Regions from separate parts of the Mus musculus genome. Here regions 2 and 3 are each linked to region 1. The links are chromatin contacts, called in public Hi-C maps. All regions are on one chromosome and are shown on one strand. The core of a region is the stretch at or near the end of the contact, and the rest is flanking DNA. Distances in the headings are between cores, read along the strand shown.

Region 1 (5,078 bases), core at 1,662-4,161:
AGCCAACCATTGGATTGAGGTCAGGGACCAATATGGAAGAGTTAGAGGAAGGACTGAAGGAGCTGAAGGGGATTGCAACTCCATAGGAAGAACAACAGTGTCAATTAACCTGGGCCCTCCCCCTGCTGCCCCTGCCCCCGAGCTCCCAGAGACTAAGCCACCAACCATGGAGCATACACGGGCTGGTTCGAGGCCCCGGGCAGGCTCCTGTGTAGCAGAGGACTGCCATTTATGGCCTCGGTGGGAGAGGACGTACTTAATCCTGTAATAACTTGATATCCCAGGGAAGAGGAATACTGGTAGGGGTGGGTGGTCAGGGAGCACCCTTTCAGTGGTGGGCAGGGGTGGGGCGGGATGAAGAATTCTGGGAAAGGAAACTGGGAAGGGGGGGCCACTTTTGAAATGTAAATAAATAAAATATTTTAATAAAGAAAAAAGGCATTATTGTCTTCATACTAAAGATGAAAAAAGAGAGCAGTCTAACATATTATTTAGCTTCTTATGGATAGAAAAACTGAAGGAGACACTTAAATATGAACCTTTCCTGCTACATCATCTCTCTGAATTTGCAGAATTTGCAGAATGAACATGGACCCATTACCTTCAGAAATGCAGATGTCATGGGTGTAAGGTGAAGAAAGATGCATGTGCTATACTAGTGCATATTGTTTAACAGTGAGTCACCTTTGAACTCAGACATGAATCTCCAAATGGATAAAAAGTGTGGCATGCACTTTGCACAGGACTGACTTTCTTAACCAAATATGTCGACTCTGCATCAATGAATAGAGACCATAGAGAGAGAGAGTCACATTCAGTCTCTTCAAAATGGTTCCTGCTTAGGATGGACACTCTGTAATCTTTTTTCCCCCACAGAGGAAGGAGTAGGTTATCTTTTTTTTTTTTTAATTAAGATATATTTGTGTCATTTCCTCTTTCCCCTTCCTTCCAACTCCTCTAGTGCCCTCCCTCCTTCTAAAATGTATGGCTTCTTTAAAAATTGTTACACATATCCATACATGTATAAATCAACCTGCTGGGTCTATTTAGTGTTACATGCATGCATGTGATTTCAGGCACGGCTGCTCAGTATTGGATAAGCCTTCAGGAGTTATCCCCAGCCTTGGGAACGACTGATTCTACCACTTGGACAATTCCTTAGTAGCCTGTAATTGTTTTGACTAGTGGCACAATGTGTCCCTGTGAGATTTCCCTCTTCCACTGTACCATATCTGTGGGTGTCGTCCTCATTCAGGCCTTGTTTGGGCAGTCATACTGTTGGTGTATCATGGGTGAAGCTTCTAGAAGACACAATCATGCAGTAAATTTTTCTGGTTCTCTGCCACGTGCAATCTTTCTGGCCCTTTTAATTCATCATCTACCCCCTGAATTGGCTCCTAAGCATGTTCCTAAGTTGGACTGCAAATCAGTAGTTCAGTGAAAAAAAAATCCTCAAATGCCAAGTTCAAGCTCCATGTTATTCAGATTATTTTGGTATTTTCCATGTTCGAGGCATGCATATGATGTTCAAATACTGACTGCATCAAGACTGCACAATGATTTCACCAACAAAGTCCACTAGGTCAGTTAACCTCCTCCTTCCCAACATAGCATCACTTTGCTGATTTCAAATGAGTCTCCACTAAGCTGTTCAACCATTTCCCCCCTCCTCCTCCCCGCCCCTTAGCTCTCGGCTGTCTCTGACTTATTGTACTGGAATCAGCAAAATCATACTGAAGGCTCATTTGTACGTAATTTCTTCAGAAGCAGCCTCTACAATAAAATGCTCAAGTTCAAGGATTCATAAACGGTTCCACACAAAGCAAGATTTATGAGACAAAGCTCAGGGAGTCTTGGTTAATCATTACAAATCACAATTGCACATGTCTGGTTCTAGGGTTGTACTCTTCTTGATGCTGAAGGCTACTTAGGGCAGGATGCACCCTTTCATAATCTTTGGTTTGTCTGTTTCAATGCCGAGAAAATAAGCACAGAGGGGGGTCTGCTTTGTATCTCCGAGATGGGACAATAGCTCTAATCTGCAATCTTTTATTTTGTTTTCAACTGTTCCAAGACCAATTTCAATTTAACTTGCTTGCTTTTCTTGTCTCTTGATAAAAAGCTGTTTTGATTGCAGGGGGCCTGGAGGCAATGGTGGGAGGCAAACTCGGAGATTCTCTCTCTCTCTCTCTCTCTCTCTCTCTCTCTCTCTCTCTCTCTCTCTCTCTCGTGTGTGTGTGTGTGTGTGTGTGTGTGTGTGTGTGTGTGTGTGTGCGTTCATGCGTATAAAGGAGAAGGAATAGGGGACAGCATCCATGGGCTGTATTTGTTAATCTGCTTAAAACCCTAACAGATTTTTTTTTCAACTGAAATTTGGCCAATGTTAATTGTACAGGCAGAATTCACACTGGGAAAATCTCCTTGGGTAGGGAGAGAAAGACAGGAAGCACAGCCTGCCTGTTATATAAGATGTTTATTTCCATCCAGTCCAATCCACCATAAGCAGTACAGAAAATAGGCCAGTGCTGCTGCTGACCAATGATGTCACTGTATCATCAGGGTGGGGGTGGGGAACTGGGCACCACACTGATGAACAGGAGAATTTCCTATCACCATTGCTGTCTCGTAGGAGTCTTTATTCCTGGAGTTGCTGGTCTTGGCTCCATTTGATACTTATTTTTTCAGGATGTGTAGTAGCTGGGTGGCGACCATTGATGGGAGCTTCTGGATAAGGCACACAAATCTTAAAACAGGGTTGCTTTTTTTTTTTTTTTTTAAATCAAGTCTCTGAAACTTAAAAGGATTGGATCATGTCAGCCAAATGCTGGCTATCCTGGAAAATGGTACAGGGAGGAGGGAATGGATGGTCATCCCGATGTGAGGTACTAGGCAGTGTCTTTATGTACCGAATAGCTCATTCTGCAGATTGTCTTCCTCACTCATGCTACCTTGCATGTGTGCTCGAGCAGGGGATGCTCATAAAGACTGCGACTCAAATGCACAGCTTTGCAAACATCTCTAATGAGCTTATCATCTGTAATGTAATGGAGACATCTTTATAACTTATATAAAGTGAGTGGGTAAAGTGAGTGAAATGAGGTGTGTGCCCCCAACTTTTTTCCCTATTGCTTTAATATCGACAGCAAACTGAGGCCACATTCCTATACATTACAAAGGGTGACTCGGTTACACAGAGAAGGCCACTTATTGCAAGTAACCACTCTGTGTTTTGGTTTATGGAACTCCTGGCAAACTCGTGTTTTTCTGTCATGAAAAAATCTTCAGGGTTACTCTAATTGACCCAGTTTTTCCATAAATACCGTTCTGGTGGATTGCTGTTCCGTTCTCCCTCTAGAGGAAATAGTGAGCATTACAACTCAGTCTCAGAGAGGTGGGGGAAGCAGTCTAATTGAAATACAGGCTTGAGACTAATAACATAGCTCAGTACTAGAAGCCATCACGATCAGGAACTCTAAATGCACAGCCCCTTCTGTATTCGTCCAGTGCCAGTATCAGTATGTGTATTTTCCCTAAAGCAAACAAGCAAACAAAATGTCTTTAACCCTGTTCAAGTGTCTTTCCTGAAAACAACGGATGTACTGAGATAGCCATCTTCTTGTATACTGGGAATATAGAAGGCTGGATGTCAGGCTGCTGCTTATTCACCGGTAGTCCATTTCCTCTGGTAAAATTAAAATATTTGTCTTTTTCTCCAGTCAAATAAGAAACTAATAAAATGTATAAAGGGCATAAGAGGTGACTTATAATAGAGAGTTCTTTTCTTTTCCAAAAAACTCATAGCCATACTTAGAAGTAAACACACAGAGATACACACACACACACACACACACACACACACACACACACACACACTTTACAACTACCACCACCACCAAATAGACCTTACAGGAAGTTTCTTCTCTGTTTGATATCTCCTCATCTAAGCTCCTGCCTTACATTTCAGAACAATGACAGGACTTGTCTCTCCAGTGTGGGTACCGTGGAAAGGCCAGCACAAGGAGATAGCCTGGGTGACAGGAAGTCTGTTATCAGAAATCTGTGCCAGTGCAGGGAGGGGCTGACGAGTGGAAGGCTAGAGGAAAAAGGGAGGGGAGACTTAATGTATGTCCTTGTAAAAAGAAGCCAGTGTGTGTTCTATCTGCATTTTGAAAGCTTGAGCAATTACTAATGAAATGTTTGCTTCTTCAAATTATTGTTGGTGAGAGTAACGGAAGCATTAGAAATTTTCTTTCATTTATTTCTTTAGTGCTGTCTGTTATTTTATGGATAATACATGTGATAAATTCCATGAGGTGGTAAGTAAATATTGCTTCTTTTCTACTCTCTAATCTCTTAACTCCCCTCACAAACACACACAGCACAGAATTTACCATCCTCTTATGATTGGTCTGGGGATCTGAGACCATGCGCAGAAGTCACATCATACACCTTGAGCAGGTGGTCTTTATGTATCTCGGAATATATATTCATCAATTCATCAATTGATGAATAAAGAGCCCATGGAATTTAAAGACACAAAGACTGGGTCTTCGGGAAGGTTTGGAGGACGTAAGAAACAGAGGAAATGAAGTAATTATATTATAATCTCAAAAGTAAAATAAAGAATTAAAAATATTTCCTGAGACAATATACATATAAATAAGAATATACATTATGTACTTAGTCAGTGTTCCATTGCCACGAAGAGACCCCATGACCACAGCAACTCTTATAAAGGAAAACATTTAATTGGGTTTTCCTTATGGTTTCAGAGGCTTAATATGAACTGACATTCTAGCAGAAAGCCGGTGTGCAGGCAGACATGGTGCTGGAGAAGTTGAGAGTTGCACATCTGGTCCATAGGCAGCAGGAAGAGGGAGAGACTCTAGGTTTGGCCTAGGCTTCTGAAACCTCAAAGACCATCCCCAATGACACCCTTCTTCCATGAACCCTTCCAAATAGTGCTCCCTCCAAGCATTCAAATATATGAGCCTATGTGGCCATTCTTATTCAAAGCACATTATACATGTATATTTGATTCTCTTGACTTTAGGAACTATGTTCTACAGGTTCTTTGT
Region 2 (5,078 bases), core at 1,602-4,101, 340 kb before region 1:
CATACAAGATTTTGCTGAAAGGACCCTGATATAGCTCCCTCTTGTGAGGCTATGCCAGTGCCTGGCAAACACAGAAGTGGATGCTCACAGTCAGCTATTGGATGGATCACAGGGCCCCCAATGGAGAAGCTAGAGAAAGTACCCAAGGAGCTAAAGGGGTCTGTAACCCTATAGGTGGAACAACAATATGAACTAACCAGTACCACCCGGAGCTCGTGTTTCTAGCTGCATATGTATCAGAAGATGCCTAGTCGGCCATCATTGGGAAGAGAGGCCCCTTGGTCTTGCAAACTTTATATACTTCAGTACAGGGGAACGCCAGGGCAAAGAAGTGGGAGTAGGTGGGTAGGGGTGTGGTAGGGGGAGGGTTAGGGGGACTTTTGGGATAGCATTTGAAATGTAAATGAAGAAAATATCTAATTAAATAATTTAAAAAAAGAGCTGGAGAATGGAGAGGATGCTGGTAGCTTTTCCCATTGCTGTGACAACATTGTTGCATAAGGCAACAAGAGGAAGGGTTTGTTCTATTTCAGTTTGAGAGAGCAGTCCCTTATGCTAGGGAGAACCAGTCAGCAGGAATGAAGGAGCTGGTCCCACTTTGTGAGAAAAATTATGCTTAGCTCACCATCTCCTGAACTCAGCCTAGAGAACGGAAAGGGGCCTCCCATACTCACAGAGGGTCTTCCCAATTCAGATAACCCAATTGAGAAGCTCTCTCATACACAGGCCCAGAGCTCTATACTCTAGATGGTTTTAGACTTTGTTAGGTTGACAGTCACAGGGAGGCCAAGTGAGCAGGAGTGTGAGAGCACTTACTCAGGGATCTCTGGTGACAGTGCCTGTAGGCAGACCAGCACTGGCCACCTCTACATAAACATGGGGGGCTAGAAGCTTCAAAGTCATCTCCTGCAGGAGGATCTAATTGAGGACTGTATGAGAGAACAAGGATTGCTGATGCAGACAATGCCAGCCAATTGGGAACTGCTGTTTAGAAAAGATGCTTTCTTGGGACCCATGGGCACAGGTGGAAGGTATTTATGGACCTTGCAACAGTGTTCAGACAAGCTTTCACCTGCTCCTGGAGTCTGTGTCTTTGATTCCAGGCTACCTCACCTCCAAGCCTCAAGGGCAGGTAGGGTCAGGCAACAAGTAGTCCAAGGTACAGACAGCAAGTGCCAAGAATGTTGAAGGATGCCCAAAGTTTTCCAGGTGTCAGTCACCAGATTTCACAAAGCAGCAAGACAGACAAACAATATGCAACCACACAGAAGAGAAGGGCCAATGCATATAAGAATAAATGTTATGCCTCACTGCCCGTCAAGACACACAATCTAGTGTGCTACCTACTCTTTACATAGGCAGAGATATAGGAAACCCATGTTATGGTTAGTTGTATGGGTGTAAGACCCACTGGGAGGGTGGCTGTGTTTGCACTAGGCCGAGCATTTCGAAACACTGCACAAAGCAAGTTTGAAGCTTCTCATCATCAAGAAATGACCAATGTTTGAGAAGATGCATTAAAACGGATCTAAACATCACACATCACACAATGTAGTCGCGGATTAATGCACAGTATGGAAACTCGTTCCCACATGCTTTTATATGTTGGATAAAATAAAAGTGAGAAAATTTTAAAGGAAGAAGAAACTGAATATATGCCACCAGCACATCTGGACTAGCACATCTGGACTAGCACATCTGGATGGTTAATATGACCTTAGAGGCAACCACTGGGCAAACCTCACTAGACGTTCTACAGGGCGTACACTGGCTTTGTTTATCGTAGCAGAACATATCAGACGCTATGACCTTTGGCTTGAACTAGAAGTAAGTCTTTACTCCGCCATGTGCTCCCCTTCCCTACATTTTATCCAACAGAATAGAATTGCCTAGATTACATTCTTATCCTCATTGGTCTGTACCAGCAACATTTGAGAGTCACTATTGCCCTGGCAATGTTCCTGGTTTTGCTCCAAGATTCCTTCCGCCTGTCCATCTTCTGCAGTGCCACCAGAGAATAGTATTTCATTAACCTAAATCATACGATGTAATTTTTCCTGCTTAAAACTGTCACATCAAGACTTTGAGTTATTATTATTGTTATTGTTATTGTTATTATTATTATTATTATTATTATTATTATTATTATTACAAGGCTTGGCTCCTGCCTACCTTCCCTTTTCTCCTGGTGTCTCAAGACTGACCTCTACCTTAAAAGCTAGTATTCCTAACTGGCATTTCCAGGACAGAGGAAACTGTCACTTCCAACTTTCTCTACTTGCAGCTTGCTTTGTCATCTTTAGGTCACAGACAGTTCATCTGACTAGTTGTCTCCAGCTAGGCCAAAGTCTCCTCATAAGTTGCAAAAGTTTTCAAATATTGTCATAAATTCCCATGTATCCAGGACACCAGAGTCTGGCCTCTGCTCTAGAAACTGCTTTACCCACATGGCTCTGTTCCAGAGACACCACTATTTTCTCCGTTTGGACATTTAGAACAAGCCCCAATTCTAAGCCTCTGCCTTGTGTTCATGGAACACCTCAAGCTAAATTTATATTTTCATGACTTTGCTTCCTTTTCTGGACTCTGTCTCGTCTCCAAATTGTCAGTGGTTTCTGCTCTTCTCATTTGAGTGGCCACATGATTATGGGAACTTCCAAGGTAGGAGAAGAGCTAGTTATTAAGATGAGGCCTGTAGAGTTGGGAACAACTTATTAGTAGCTGGGTGTGGCCCACGCAAACCTGGCTCAGAATCACAGCTCTTCAGCTTGAATTCACCCTGGGGAAGAGGCTCAGCTAGCAGCTCTTTAAAGAGCACAGGCTTCAGTGCCAGCTGTTTTCCTTGTAAAACAGCTGACCAGTTTTGCTCGGTGCAATCAGAGACTTGGGTTCCTTCCCACGAGGGAAAACCGTTGACCCATTTCAGTTAGTACTGCAGAAAAATTTCCATGGGCCCAAGAGAGGTTCTTGGGAAATAAGATAGGTATCCATTCATTGTATAAAGTGACAGGCAAGGCTTGTCATTTTTCACCATTGTAAGAAGTCAGAGGCAATAAACACATGCAGGAAATTGTGGTGGTATCTCCCCCCCACAATTGCTTCTGGAACTGTTTGTTTCTTTACAAGCTTGTTATTCACTAAGCAATCAATTTTAACTCCTCCTTTGCCCTAGTTCCTGGAAACCCCTAATCTTGCCATCTTTATAGATCTGCCTATTTTGAAAATTTCAAATACATTAAACTATACAACCTCCAACTTTTTGTGTCTGCTTCATTCATGTGAGGTATGAGTTCCAGTTGATTTGTCTGTGGCATGCACCTCCTTCATGCATTCCTTCCTTTTAGTAGTTGAATAATATTCTACTGTGTGGGCAGGCCACATTTTTTTTTTATATCCATTCATCTGTTGATGTGCATTAGGGTCATTTCCACCTGCAGGTTATTACCCTGAAAGTTGCTGTTATGGCTGTTTGTGCCCTAGGTTTTATTTGAACATCTGTTTCCAATGATTTTTGGTGTGACTAGGAGTGGAATTGGAGGGTCATATGGTTCGGGAAAAAAAAAAAGATCCTTGTTTAACTTTAGTGAGGGAACCATGAAACTTTGTTTTTTCTCTAGTGGTTCAACAATTTTACATTCTAACGAGTTACGAGGAAGGATGGGTTTGGGCAAATCCTAAGAACACCATACAAAGTGTTTATATCAATAAGTGACTCATTAAAGACATTTACATGATAAGGAAGAACATCAACTCAGATTCTTAAAGTGAGATAAAGTTATCCCTCCTTCTTGGTTGAACAGACCATGATGGCTAATTATGAGTCAGTTCTGGAAAGTTCCGAGAGCAGCGTGTCAGGGCATCTACACAGAAGATTATTGGTGTAAGGTTTTTGAAATAGCCACACGTCAGCTGTTCAGAAATACAGATTCGCACTGTCTATGGCTGAGTTCTGCTTGGCTCCAGTGACACTGTTTCTGCTGAGCTTGAAAACCTCTTAAACCTGTCATTGAAAGGTAATATGTTCTTTTCTGGCTTGAATCACAACAGGGAATTCAAACTTGTAGTTCCTTTTGGAGCCTAAAGTCATTTAAAGTCAAATCACCTATGAGGATAAGCAGGGAGCTGTTTCAGGTCTGAACCCCCTCAGCCTTCCCGGAAGTCATGCCATTGGAATGCACAAGCTTGGTCGTTATTACCTCTGGGTGGCGTTCGCCTTTGCTGTATCTGTACGGACTATATTAGCTAGGTCTTCTGGGATGTTTAAGTTTTCCAATGATGTTGACAGCCTTATCCATGCCCTGGTGATATCAGATATGGATTCTTGGAGCTTCCCTTTCTCAGATCCTTGGCTTCTTCCTATCCTCAGACCACTTAACATTGGTTCAAGTTACAAGTTCAGGGGATTCCATGGCATTTCTCAAACGTCTAAGGCCCTTAAGGGAGTTCACTGGTCTGGTGCAATACCACATACTAATCCTGTCTAGCCTAGAGTTTTAAGCTTTTGAAGCTTAAGTAAATGGGCAGGTAGGAGATCCCATTGACAGAAAGTCAAAAGTCACACTAGATTATGTGTTGGCAAGTCAAAAGGAAATCATTGTTCCTCCTAGAAAAGAAGAAGTTCAATGGAGACAACTTATACTGTGAACTTGATCATCAGTCTATGTGTTGTTAGTCTTCATCGTCAACTCGACAGGATTTGGAATCGCCACATACACCTCTGGGCATGATTTGGGATTTTTTTTTTTTTGAAGAGGTTTAATCAAAATGGAGAGCTCCAATTCTAATCGGAGCAGCAGCACCTTAGTCAGCTAGTATTATGGTCCTAAACGACTGGGCGCAACTCCTGCTTGGGTTTGATCTAAGACATTTCAGTGCTTGGCATCCATTGCATTGGTACTAGGAACATCCAGCTCTGTACAGTTAACAAGAGTATAGTTCCGGTGGAGAACTTCGAATGTCACGGTCACTTTGTGCTTCTTTGTCAATTGCTTAATCTTTAACCGGTGTAAATAAGACTCTTAAGCAGTTCTTAGAAAACTGTAAAATTCTCTACCACTGAGGACATGGCCTTGTCTTCG
Region 3 (5,078 bases), core at 1,239-3,738, 310 kb before region 1:
TTCTCTAGCTTTTCCACCCTAACATACACATTCCTGTGGGAATCTGATGCCTTTGAGATGATGGCCTTAGATTTAAACATAAGGGGGTGATTTAAATGATGATGTGCTGGACTTCAAACAGAGCTCTCTGCAGAGATAATGTGAATCGTTAGTCAGTTCTTTTGAATTCTCTGCTGAGTTGTCCCATTTCTGTTTGCTGAACTGATGAGTTATGATGTAAGCAGTTAAGGCAATTAAGGTTGTACCAGACACAGTGTTCTTACGGGCTGTCTGCTGACGGTTGAGGCAGCAGGAGACCTGTCACCCTCATCCTGGAACAACAGGAAATGTTATCAGTTAATGTTACCTCTTAGGAAAGATATGACTTGAAATAGAAAAACACCTTCTGTTTTCCGATGCTAAGATCACGTTTCTGCTTTAATAACAAATTAAGTTCAGGCATAATTGGCTCTGAGTTATTCAGTATCATGCAGGCTATATAAGCAAGTAAAAAAAAATATCTTCTAAGTAACGTCTTCTAATCTTTACGTGAATGAAAGACCTTTGGCAAGTCTTTGATCTCTGGTACCCAGGGTCTTCGTCTGCCTGACAAGGACTTAGAAAAGATTTTAGGCATGGTAGTGGATCAAAAACAGACTTGGTTTCAGAATGGCGGAAGGCAGCCTTGGAATCTCTGCACATGCGCAGTACTTCAGGGCAAAGTTCTTCAGTTCATTCCCTTGGCCAGTGAGGACTGAGAACAACTCAGCTCAATGGTCATCACCCCCCTCCACTTTTGTAAGACGCAGGGATTCTCCTTTGGTCATCACTGTCATGGTTAGTGAATTTGTTATTTGTGATCAAATTTGCAGTTTTGCCATGGTGAGAGTGTTCAAAAAGACAACGTGAGTTCTGTTTATTCTGCTTCTGGCCTGAGTCTCCAGGAGGTGGAGTGTGGATGCCAGTGGCTGCTGATACAGGGAGAAGGCAGCAGCAAAATGAGAGCTGTGCAGAGTAGGTCTGTACACTCCCGGAACGTTTGGAACCTGGGGTGAACAAGCCCTGACACAGAATGGTAGCATCAGCTTAGAATGGAGAGATTACAGACTTGATATACCCACCAGCAAGAAACTGCAACCCCTACATTTCTAGAAAAGATACAAACGAAAATGTCAGAGTAAATAGGTTGGCATTATGGAAGAACCTGGGTAGGTAGATTAAAAAAAAAATGCAGTAAGAAAGAAAAAGCAAAAGTCTCCCTCCCATTTCTGCCACTGCCTGGGGGATGTCCACAGCTTACAATTTGCTATGGTCCTCTTCAAATGTTGTCCTTGCATGGACGATCCTTATAAAATATCGCTGGTGTCTAGTCTATCATTGATACTTTGACTAAAATGTGTTATAATAAACACGTTATAGTTCTAGTACACGACTATCTAATATACCGAGCAGAACTCTTTAAGGGCCTCTGGGGGTTTTTGTTGAAAAGATGGACCCTAATTTAAAAAGCCAGTTCCCTGATGGGGGGCATTTTAAACATTCCCTGTTCTTTGCCCTGATACTATTTATGATAGTGATATTTTTACTCAAATGTGTTTTATCATTTGTACATCTATCTAAGTGGTATATGGTCAATAAGCTAAAATACTTGGGATAATTAATTTCCAAGTTTTCCTCCTAAACTTTGATGTTTCTTTATAAGGCCACGGAGATGGGAGGGTTTCTATTGTTACCATTTGATCAACTTGAAACATTGTTGCTGTTTTGGGATTTTTGCCAGTTCCATGGACCCATTGTTATCGAGTAGCTTTCATTTGCATTTCTTTCACCTTCAGGCTGAAGGTTTTTTTTTTTTTTTAAGAAAAATTGAAGAGACTCACACAAAATACATAAGTTCCTAGTTAGATGGTAATGAAAGCACAGAACTAAAGGGTGTGTTGGAGGGATTTAAGCAGAATGCAGGAACTCATTTGCATTTTCTAATCAGAAATGCATTTATTTTTCTCTTTGTCCCGCATAGTCTTCCAATTTGAATATTCAGCAGGAGAAGAAGGCTGACTGAATACTTAGACTGTAACAATAGTCGGGCACACTCCATTCTCACGACTGTGCTCTATCTTTGTAAGGTGAAACACTTCAACAGAGAAAATCTCAATTTTAAATCCGGAGGGCTCACTGCTGAAGTCCTTTCCACCACGGTGGAAACAGGAAAACTGTTCCGAGACAAATTGACCCTTGCAAAGAGCCTTGACATAGCCTGAATCCAAGCATCGTCCCCTGTCCACTATACTCCTCTCTGTCTCCCTCAGCCTTGCCAAAGCCAAGGTCAGCACATGCCCTACTTCAAGGATGGTCCTCAACATGAACTTCCTGTGTTCTCTGGCTGGTAGCACACTTTCAAAAAAAAAAAAAAAATCGGTCCTGGCACATTTGTTCTCTCACCAGGTTCTCCTTCCCCGCTCTTCCTGTCCTCCTTCCTTCTTCCCTCACAAGCCTCTCAGCACTCTTCTGGCAGAATCTTGTCTCACTGCAGGGAGCAGCTTTCTTCACCTAGCATCACCATCACCACACATTCTTCTCTTATACACCATCAAGAGGAGCATCCCCCACTTACTCCTGGCTTCATCCCTTGGTCCCCTCTCTCATATTCTCTCTCTTCCTCTTTTTATTTCTTCTCCACCTCAACCACAGGACCCGTGTTGCTCAGCCTCTTTGCCTTTGTCCTACATTAGTTCATCAGAAATCTGGTCCTTTTAGTCAACCATGAATGCCCGAGAGCATGCACTTGGATAGAGCCATGGCTATTGGTGCCAAGGCAGAGTGGTATGCATGATGAATTATGAAAGCCTTTCCTGGACAAGTTTGGAATCTCTGGTCTGCCAGGGCACTGCACCAATGAATGAGGACATGTGTGACAAATCAGAAAATCCTTCTTAGGAAACAAATGGTTGGGAAGAGAATTATGTAGATGACTACTGTGACAAACTGAAGATATGAACGTCCCCCCAGGGGTGACCTGAAAACAAGTCTCTTCTCATTTATGTTTAAGCAGAATGACTGATTAAAGGTTAGCTAATATAGTCCAGACTTGATTTCTCAAACTTCCATAACAAGTACTTTTTTTCTGTGTTTGGCTATGTACTAATGCTGTAAACAAATACTCCCCTAATTATTAGGATGCTTGTTTGCCTATCTATCCATCTGTCTGTCTGTCTATCTATCTATCTATCTATCTATCTATCTATCTATCTATCTATCCATCTGTCCATTCGTCCATCCATCCATCTGCCCACCCACCCACCTATCGATCATACTTCTTTGTTTTTTTGTTTCTGTCTGTCATCTGTCTTTCTGTCTTTCTTTTTTCTTTCCTTCAGTCTGCTCGCCCCTCCCTCCTTCCTCCCTCCCTCCCTCCTTCCTTCTTCCCTTCCTTTCTTTTTTATTTTAGCTTGGAGGGCTTGGACCTATGTCCAGCTCATGCTAGGCAAGTGTTCCACCATAGAACCACACCTCCAGCCCCATCAAGAGCGGTTGCCATCTGGCTTTTGTGGCCACTCTCCTTGCAAGTGGTAAGTTCAACTACTGCCAGATTTTCTTTGCTCATCTTTTTTTTTTTTTTTTTTTTGCTATTACAAGACTAAGACCTGGATTTGTTAAGCCAGGCATTTCTGGCTTGAGAAACATACTTGCACACATGAATGCTTCTCACATTCTTTACCACTTATGAATTATTCAATCTAGTGTTTTCCTCTGTGCACTGGATACAAAATTTCCTTCTCTCTCCTTCTTTTAGAAACAAGAAGAAAGTTTTGCCCTTTTTTTCCCCATGTATATTTCTCATTGTTAGATAATTATTATCAGGAAGAAAAATCAAATGTTATTAGCATCTATGTAGCCTGGCTGGCCTGGAATTCACTATGTAGACCATGCTGGCTGGTCTTAAACTTACAGACATCCACATACCTCTATCTCTCTGCTGGGTTTAATATTGTGTGCCACCAAGCTCAATGATTGTTATTATTAGCAGAATTTTTAGTTTCTTGATACATATGTTTTCCAAATAGAAATGGTCTCTCACTGATAATTATAGTTTGTTGCCTGTATCATCTCTACCTCTGTCTCTTTTGACAGTGGGATACAAATAAGGTCACCAAAAGATTGGGACACAACACAGTGAGGAGTGCTTGCATACTGTATGCAATGTCTTCAGTTCAGCAGCTCTCAACCTGTGGGTTGTGACATATTTGGTACTTGAACGGCCCGTTCAAAAGGGGTTCACATCAGATATTCTGCACATCAAATATTTACATTACGATTCATAAAAGGAGTAAAATAACAGTTATGAAGTATCAAGGAAAATAATTTTATGGTTAGGGGTCACCACAAGATGAGGAACTGGATTAAAGGGTCGCAACATGAGGAAGATTGAGAACCACTGCCTTCGTTTAATTCCCAGCACTGCAAATTTAAATAAATAAGTAAATAGTACATTTACCAAATGCTTGTTGCTCCTCTCTGTATTCAGTGAGTGAGTAATACAACTGCATCTGATGCTGTTGCCGGCTATAATTTCAGTTTAGTATATGTTTACTAAATATAACGGGGTAAGCTGTCTACTTTATGGTAGTCCTGCTGACACCTTAAATGGTACCTATACTCTGCCATGCATGTCTGTGCTCTTTCACAACTGCGGAAGGAGAAAGTTGAGCCATAACCATTGTGGTGAAGCCAGAACAAGCCTTTGTAAGCTTTTGGAGGCAAAGGAATCTGTTCAGTTGTTTCTGCTCTAGCCACAGAACTTAGCGCCTTACACATGCCATGTATGTATTGATGGAGTAACAAAACTGCTATCTGCTGCTTGTATTTGGCTCTGCTTTATATCGCCAGGCCTTTGTTCTCTATCTACAGCATGATAGACAGTCTTGTGTGCACCCTGACTTGCCAGCAAGAACGACGCTGCAACAGGATCCTTTTGCACACGTTTATTGGGAGAGCTTGATTGCAGAGGCGAAGAGACCCTAAGCCCAGAACTGGTGCTGCTTATATAGGCCTAGGAGAGGCGTGTCTCACACCTGGATTGGTTATGCACTATACCTCAT

What was found. Hi-C and Micro-C count contacts between places; a contact is called where the count stands out from the background.
Region 2: a contact with region 1 is called in a Hi-C map of uterus, with 5 times the contacts expected there. The contact joins two enhancer-like sites. A contact is called at or near these places in 3 of 484 Hi-C or Micro-C datasets (brown adipocytes and uterus).
Region 3: a Hi-C map of cerebellum shows a contact between it and region 1, with 3 times the contacts expected there. The contact joins two enhancer-like sites. A contact is called at or near these places in 3 of 39 promoter capture datasets (the 3T3-L1 cell line and 3T3-L1-derived adipocytes) and 6 of 484 Hi-C or Micro-C datasets (brain, cerebellar granule neurons, cerebellum and 2 more).

Annotation. Positions count from the first base shown.
Region 1 is chr10:97,157,085-97,162,162 of GRCm38.p6, forward strand. No RefSeq gene overlaps it. Among named protein-coding and RNA genes, the nearest start is that of Gm34044, 76 kb to the right of the region's middle. Within about 2 kb of position 2,912, at least 52 of the 459 cell types and tissues checked have an H3K27ac peak or open chromatin away from gene starts, as enhancers often do. A contact at or near this core is called in cerebellar granule neurons, cerebellum, muscle stem cells and 1 more, where this site is marked.
Region 2 is chr10:96,819,665-96,824,742 of GRCm38.p6, forward strand. No RefSeq gene overlaps it. Among named protein-coding and RNA genes, the nearest start is that of Gm46240, 79 kb to the right of the region's middle. Within about 2 kb of position 2,852, at least 60 of the 459 cell types and tissues checked have an H3K27ac peak or open chromatin away from gene starts, as enhancers often do. A contact at or near this core is called in uterus, where this site is marked.
Region 3 is chr10:96,845,188-96,850,265 of GRCm38.p6, forward strand. No RefSeq gene overlaps it. Among named protein-coding and RNA genes, the nearest start is that of Gm46240, 54 kb to the right of the region's middle. Within about 2 kb of position 2,489, at least 15 of the 459 cell types and tissues checked have an H3K27ac peak or open chromatin away from gene starts, as enhancers often do. A contact at or near this core is called in cerebellar granule neurons, cerebellum and muscle stem cells, where this site is marked.